Linked DNA regions of Mus musculus: region 1 is linked to region 2. A link is a contact called in public Hi-C data. All regions are on one chromosome and are shown on one strand. The core of a region is the stretch at or near the end of the contact, and the rest is flanking DNA. Distances in the headings are between cores, read along the strand shown.

Region 1 (3,741 bases), core at 378-2,877, 960 kb after region 2:
GGCCTGCATAGCCCAGATAAGACATCTGGTACACCCAATACCCAGCAGCCACACAGGCCTCCAGGCCTAATGTATACCGTGGGCACTGAGGTGTCAGCCCCTTAAGTCAAAGACAATACCAAGCAACCCTTGGACAGATGAGGCCATGGTGGGGCCTTCTGATAATTAAACAGAGCTCTACTGCCTGGAAGGAACTACTGTTGACTTAACATGAATTGATGGAAAAGCCAGGTGCTGGGGTACCACCAACATGGTCCAAAAGGTAAGGAGAACCTGGGAATCAGGGGGAAGATAAGGGATCATGGGCAGTCTCTGGGAAAACTGGTCAGAATGTCATTATGGGGTGTTGTCACTCTGGGGTTTGTTTTGTTTTTTTTTGCCTTGGGCCAGAATGCTCCTTAGATGGTCCATACTGGACTGGTCACTCTCGCAAGAGCAAATGCCATGGCAAGAAGGCTGTCTTCACTAGGAGCCCTGAATCTTGCAGAGAGGAGAGAGGGCACCCTCCAAGACAGGCGCTGGCCTATTCTTGTCATACCCAAAGAGCTGGACACCTCAAGGGTATGTTTGTGTAACTGAGACTGGTCACAGTTCACATGGATGCTCTTAAGAAATCAGGGAGGAGCTGGACGGTGGTGGCCCACACCTTTAATCTGGCACTGGAGAGGCAGAGGCAAGTGGATCTCTGTGAGTTTGAGGGCAGCCTGGTCTACAGTGCATTCCAGGGCTACATTGAGAAACCCTGTCTCAAAAAAGAAAAAAAAAAAGAAAAAAAAGGAAATGAGGAGAGTGAGCTCTAGGATTGTGGAAGGGGCCTTGGTCGATCCAGTAACAGTGAGAGAGCAGATTTATAGACGTTAGACGGTCCCAGCATCCTCAGTGCCCTGGGCTGATGGCCAAGTCTAAGTGACACTTCTTTAGTGACAGTGCAGCTCTGTGAGTAACAAGAATGGCCAGGGCTTTTCTAGGTGACAGCTGGAAAGATCCTGGCCAACTACTGCCTTGTTTATGGCAAGAAGATGCACCCAACCCCTGTAGGGACACCCTACACATTTCTCCCATACACACACGCACCCCAAAGTACTCTTCCTGCCAGCTCACTCGTGTCCACTATTCAGGCCTGCATGTCTTCACACCCACACTCTCATTTCTCACACACGCCGCTGTCGGTTCCTCCACGCACACACCAGTGCACCTACGGTTCACACTTCACGTTCCCATTTACAAAAACCCTCGCACCTTTCACATCCCCCACGGGCGCAGGCACTTCAACTTTCTCACACTCACAAGTCACGCCCACTCAGGCGGGCGCGCACGTCACTCATTCCCTATTCTCATTCGCGCACACCCAACAGGGTCCTCAATGTCCACCCCGCGCTCGGGGCTCCCCCTTGGCCTGAGGCCGGGCCAGAGTGGCGCGGCCACTAGCCAGGGCGTGAGTCACGGTCTGCAAGGGGCCGGGTGGGGCGCGGGGCTCGTGAACCGGTGCTGGGCGCCCCGGATCGTACGGTATCCCCACGGTGCAAGCCTGGGGACCCCAGACCCATGCCGCCTACCGTGCTCAGCTGGGCCCCCATGGTGGCGAAGAAGAGACGGTGGCCTCACGCACGGTTCTACACCCGCTACTCAGCCGGCCGCTCCCCCAACAACCCGCCTCGGTCTCAACACCTCGGAGGCGGGGACGCCCTGCGGAGCCAGTCAGGAGCGCGGAGGTGGGCGGATAGGGGGCGGAGACTCCCAGTGTCCCCGCCCACTTCCGCTTGTGAAGACGGGAGTGCGCGCTGAGTGGCTGACGGCGCTGCACGGAAGAGGCTCGGCGAGAGACTGGCTACTGTGGCGCCTCTGTGTGGCTTCGGGAGGTAGCTTGTGGCTTCTGGGCCTGTTTTGTCCTGGTGAAGAGAACAAGATGTCGCCCCCGTGATGGGCTCTCAAATCCTGAGCCTTCGGTCCTGGGAGCCTGCCGGAGCTGATTGTGCTGGCCAGGGCTCTACCCGCTCACGGGGCGTGTTGCCAACACCGCTGGCTACAGAGTTCAGGCTACAGCCCTGCCCTGCCCCATTTTCAAGCCTGCGAACCAGTCGTTCCTTCCTGAACAAATCTCCAAACGTACTGAGGCCAGTTCCGGATTAAAGTTCAGGTGTCACCTCTTTAGCTAGGCCAGCTCTGGCCCTGTGCTCCCTCCAAGGGACGCCACTAGTGCAGAACGGTCTTTGTAGCGCTTCAGTTATCCTGCCTGTTTATTCACGATGCTCTGCGCCCACGTACCCATTCCACTAGATGGTGGGGCTTCCCCAAGCCAGGAGTCTGCAGTCAGTTCTCTGTGTACCCGGACCTCAGAACAGAGCCTATCACATACTCTATAAACACTCGTATGTCCCTGGCATTCCGGAGTTTTCTTCAACCTGGTCCTGGCCAGATAGGGAATGGAAGACTGCTCTGAGAGCGGCAGAGTGAGGAAGAGACTTGCTGCCTAAAAATTGAGAACTATTAACCAAACTCTTCAATACCGGAACACTTGATGACCCAAGCGTTCAATACCGGAAGAGGCAGGTGGATCTGTGAGTGTTCCAGGCTACACGGTGAGACTGCTAGTTACTTTTCTGTTGCTGTGGTAAAACACCATGACCGAAGGCAACTTTAGGGAAGATGGAGTTTATTGTGTCTCACAGTTCCAGGAGGATAAGAGCCCATTATAGCTGGAAGGCATGGCCGGCCACAAGCAGCAGGAAAACCTGGCTCGGGGAGAAGGATGCTGAGAGATAACACTGTACCTTAAGTGGGAACCTGAGAGAGAGCTGGAAGTGGGGCCAGGCTATAGGCTCTCAAAGCCACCCCAGGCACATTTCTTCATCCAGCAAGACCACACACCTCCGTACCTCCCCACAAACCATCACAAATTGGGGACTAAACGTTCAAATACACGTGCCTATGAGGGCCATTTCTTATTCAAACCACCACAGAGACCCTGTCTCAAATAAATAAATAAGGAGCAATGGTCAGCACATCTGTGATTCCAGAATTTGGATAGTGGAGGCAAGGGTTCAAGGTTATCTGACCCTGGCTACAGATTGACTTGAGGTCAGCCTATGCTACATGAGTCTCCGTCTCAAAGAAACAAACAAGTGAAAAAAAAAAAAAATCAGGAGCTAGGCTGTGGAAGGGCACCTACTACCCTGGGATATGAGGCTGGATCTAATATCAGTTAAGTATTATTCTGCTTTTAATCTCAGCACTTGGGAGGCTGAGACAGGAGGATCACAGACACAAGCCAGTCTGTTCTACAGAGTAAGACCTTTGTTTCAAAAGGGGTGAGGGTGGATATGGGGGCTCCTCTTGTGTCTAGAAGTAAGGAACCTATGCAATGTGTACCAGAGGTCTGAACTGTGGTCTTCACGCTTGCGCAGAGAGCACAGCTCCTGTTACCATCAGAGCCATCTTCCCAGCCTTCCCTGTTGCCTTCCTTAGGGTCCTTACTGACTGGCCATCTCCTTTCTCTCTGGCTGAACCTCCTCACAGTTGCTTCTCTTCCTAAAGATAGCATCGGTCAGGGGTCAAAGGCCTCACTGAGGCACCTCCCTGCTACTTCAGATCCTGTCTGCACTCATACTTCAAGCGACCGGCAAGATGTCAAACGTAAAGCCAGAGAGGAGACTTCACTCTTGAGATTTTGACGGACACTTCCACAGAAAGAAGACTGGCTGTCACAGCAGGCGTCACACTAGCATGGCCCCCTGACTGGTC
Region 2 (3,603 bases), core at 1,092-3,591:
AGACTGGCCCAGCCACCCCTATACTACAGTGGGTCTCTGGCTCCCACTATCTCTCTGGCCTCCCCACTGTCCACCTTTGTCCTGGAAGAGAGATTCCCACATTCAGAGGCTGAGTTTCTGCCCCTGCAGCATTCAGAAGCCCCTGCTAATTCCCGCTGCAATCCAGTGGCTTCAAAGAAACACAAAGTGCCTGGTGGTGGGATAGGTGGTGGGATAATTGGCACAAGCGGCTGAGGAGTGGGAAAGGCGAGGTCATCTTAGGCAACCTGCAGACGCCTTGCAGCTGATCCTTGGCCACCTCAGGTGTCTTTCAGTGTGCCTCTTCGTTAATCAGCCATAACTCAGCCCCACCAGGAGGGTCAGGCCAAGTGGGAGAAAATCATGGGTCCTGGGTACTGCAGGCAGCTGGGCTGACGGCTGGGTTGTCTATGGGGACAGCTCATCACCCTCTCTGCCCTCCAGGTGTCTGGAAGGGATGGGCTAAGTGGTCTGGGGGCAACTACTCTCATGATCTGCCCCTGTGCACATCTGGTCCACCACATGTGTATGGTGGGGGAGGGGGAGAAGGGGCAGCTCTTTATTATAACTCCCACTTGCTGCCTGTTGCATGTGGTGCCAACAGTCTACATGCCCAGTGGGGCTGGGACCTGGGTGGAAAGGAAGGGAGAGCACAAACAGGGCAGGGGATTTGCTGGGGGGCCTAAGTGGAAGAGATCCAGCCATGGTCAGGACAGAATTTCAGCTCCCAGCGTTCCCATTCGGCTGACAAGTCAAAATAAACTCAAAACTTAGCCAGCATCTGGCAGGTCTCTAAAACACAGGTCTACATCCCTCCACACTCCCATTCTGAGCAGCTGGAAAGCCAGACCTTTGCGGGGGGGGGGGGAACCTTTGCGGGGGGGCGGGGTTTTACTGGGGAGGGGATGCTTCTGAAATTCCAAGGAATGAAGGTCAGGTTTGAGTCACACTGGGTTGGGGAAATGGATGGAGGTGGGAGGAGGGCGGGAGAGGGAGATGCAGCAAGGGAACCCGGCAAGCATCCTCTCCCTTCGCTAAGCCCACGACCACCTTAAAACTGCCCCAGTCCAGTGGCTTTCCTGACCATCGTCCGTGCCTCATTCCTTGGACAGCGACTTTTTGTCTTCCGCAGAGGAGGTTAGAGCCACAAGGAGGATCCAGAGCCCAGTACAGGCAGGGAAGGTCAAGGGGAGAGAGAGCTATCAGGTATCTATCTCCCTCTGTGAAGCAGAGACGGGGGAGAGAGGTCCAAAAGAACAAAACAAAACAAAAAGAGAAAGGGACTGCGGAGAGGCCAAAGATTTAGAGGGTCCAGAAGGATGCAGTTGCAGTGAAATTTGGAGCCAGCTAGGGACAGTGAAGACAGGACGGGCGGGCAGGCAAGCGGGCGCACTCACCTGGTCACCGTGCGCCGAGCGCGGGGGCTGTGCGCTCTCTCCAGGCCCAGGCGCGCCCCGATGCCGACCAGCACGAGTAGAGCGGCGACACCGCACACCGCGTAGACCGCAGTGTGGCTGCGCTCCCGGGCCGGGTCGCGCGGGGCGGCGGTGTCACGGGCGCGGGCGGGCGGCCGGCCAGTCTGCACCCAGGCCGGTGTGTCGTAGTTGGAGCAGCGGCTCTGGTCCAGGCGGCGCGGGCCGTCGTGGCAACAGAAGCGGTAGCCGCACGTGCCGCAGCAGAAGCTGTAGACGCCCGAGCTGCAGTTGAAGGGCGGGTCCCACTGGCCCATCACGTCGTAATAGCCGCGGCAGCGGTCGCCTCCCGCCGGTGCCACGGTACCGGACCCTGCGATCTCCTGCTCCTCGGGAGCCCCCGCGCGGCCCGACGGCGACCCTGCCAGCAGCAGCGCCAGTCGGAGTGCGAGCGGGAGCCCATGCGAGCGCCGGCCACAGCGCTGTCCCCGCGCCCCAGCGCGCTCCATGCAGCCCGCTCCTTCTGCTATTGCGCCCGGCGCATGGCTCGGCGCGTGGCCGCTCTGCCAGGCTCCCCCAGCCCTCCGGGACCGGTCGCTCGGTCGCCCAGCTGCCCGCGCAGTCTCCCCGCCGACGCCTCCTGGTGCGTCTGCGGTTCCAGACACAAGTGAGCTCGGTGTAGAGTACGCGGGGCTGGATCTCCGGTGGGCGCGTTTTCCTCCGGGGCTCACCTCGGACTGCGCACGGTGGAGGCGGGCGGCGAGTGCTCGCCTGCACAGTCCCCAGCTCCCTCTGACCCGGGAGGGCGTGCGGGGCCTGGGTCTTTTGGAGACTGCGCCGGGCGGCGGGTCGCCGGACACCTCTGTCTTCCCGCCGCCCGCTCCGCGGTGCCCGCGCTCTGGCTCCGGCTCCGGCTCCGGCGCGGGCTCGGCGCGGGCTCGGGCGGGCGGGAGGGAGCGAGGGGAGGAGGGCGGGAGGGAGGCAGAACCGGGGGAGGAGCGCGGCCGCTGCGCCGGGAGGGAGGGGTTCTGTAAGGTCAGTGCAGCAAGCGCGCCCGACCAGGGACCCTCTCCAAGACCTCCCTCAAACTGTTGTCGGAATTGGGCCCTCGAGGGGGCTCAGCTTAAGATCTGGGGATTCGGATCTTGGCAACCTTGGATGAGCGATTCCCTGCTTTTTTAAGTAAGGGGACAGAGGCATAGAGATCAAAGCAGCCTGGAATTCACTGGGAAGGGACTCACAAACACACACACACACACACACACACACACACACACACACACACACACACGCCCCAATGTTCCATTCCTGTGTCTGGTCCTGACATGAATGAGGAAGGCACAATAAGGACCCCCAACACAAAAATGGCAGAATCAAGCTTTGATCAACCCCTCTCTGGTCTGCCCCAGAGCATGTGCCCTGATTCTAAAACCTGGACATTTGGCTGGGGTCCTAGGATGTCCCAGTTCTGGAAACAGTCTGGCCAGAGCCCTCAAGTGGTCGGCTCCCCTCCGCGGCCTCTGCTATAGAAGGCTGAGCAGGTCCTGGGGACCAGGCCAGTTGTACTCCCCTGTCTGTCCTCAACTCTCACTCCCTGGGACTCCCAGGTCCTTTCACAAGCTTAGGGAAAGAATGAGGAGGCATGGCTCAATGCCCCATTCCACCACTCCCCCGCTGAGCTGCTAAGGAGAATATGACCCTGATGCCAGTCATTGCCTCTCCCTGCCTCAGTTGCTATGGTTAAGGTCAAAAGGTCTTCTTGGAGCCAGGCAGTGGTGGCACTCACCTTTAATCCCAGCACTTGGGAGGCAGAGGCAGATGGATTTCTGAGTTCGAGGCCAGCCTGGTCTACAAAGTGAGTTCCAGGACAGCCAAGGCTATACAGAGAAACCCTGTCTCGAGAAAAAAAAAAAAAACAAAAAAACAAAAAAAAAAAAAAAACCAACAACAACAAAAAGGTCTTCTTGGTGCCAGCAATGGCATAGCAGTACTGAAGGCTTGCGGAGAGGTTGAAGAAGGAGGACCACTTGGGCTCACAACTTTGACCAGCCAGGGCAATGTGCTGAGACCCTGTCTCAAAAAGCAAACAGAACAAAATAGTGTCCTTTCACACACTAAGGACAAAGCAGGGGGATTCCTTGAGGCAAAATTAATCTAAATCAGAGGTCCTCAA

The links. Hi-C and Micro-C count contacts between places; a contact is called where the count stands out from the background.
Region 1: a Hi-C map of B cells shows a contact between it and region 2, with 7 read pairs. The contact joins the promoter of Cyb5r3 here to the promoter of Shisa8 in region 2. A contact is called at or near these places in 1 of 39 promoter capture datasets (pre-B cells), 1 of 484 Hi-C or Micro-C datasets (B cells) and 1 of 115 datasets of contacts at active chromatin or transcription factors (astrocytes).

Annotation. Positions count from the first base shown.
Region 1 is chr15:83,170,556-83,174,296 of GRCm38.p6, forward strand. Cyb5r3 (cytochrome b5 reductase 3) reads right to left here and starts at 1,628. Exons shown (of 9, transcript NM_029787.3): 1 at 1,557-1,628. The coding sequence starts at 1,577.
Region 2 is chr15:82,210,474-82,214,076 of GRCm38.p6, forward strand. It overlaps Shisa8 (shisa family member 8), which reads right to left and starts at 2,342. Exons shown (of 4, transcript NM_001207021.1): 1 at 1,416-2,342. The coding sequence starts at 1,939.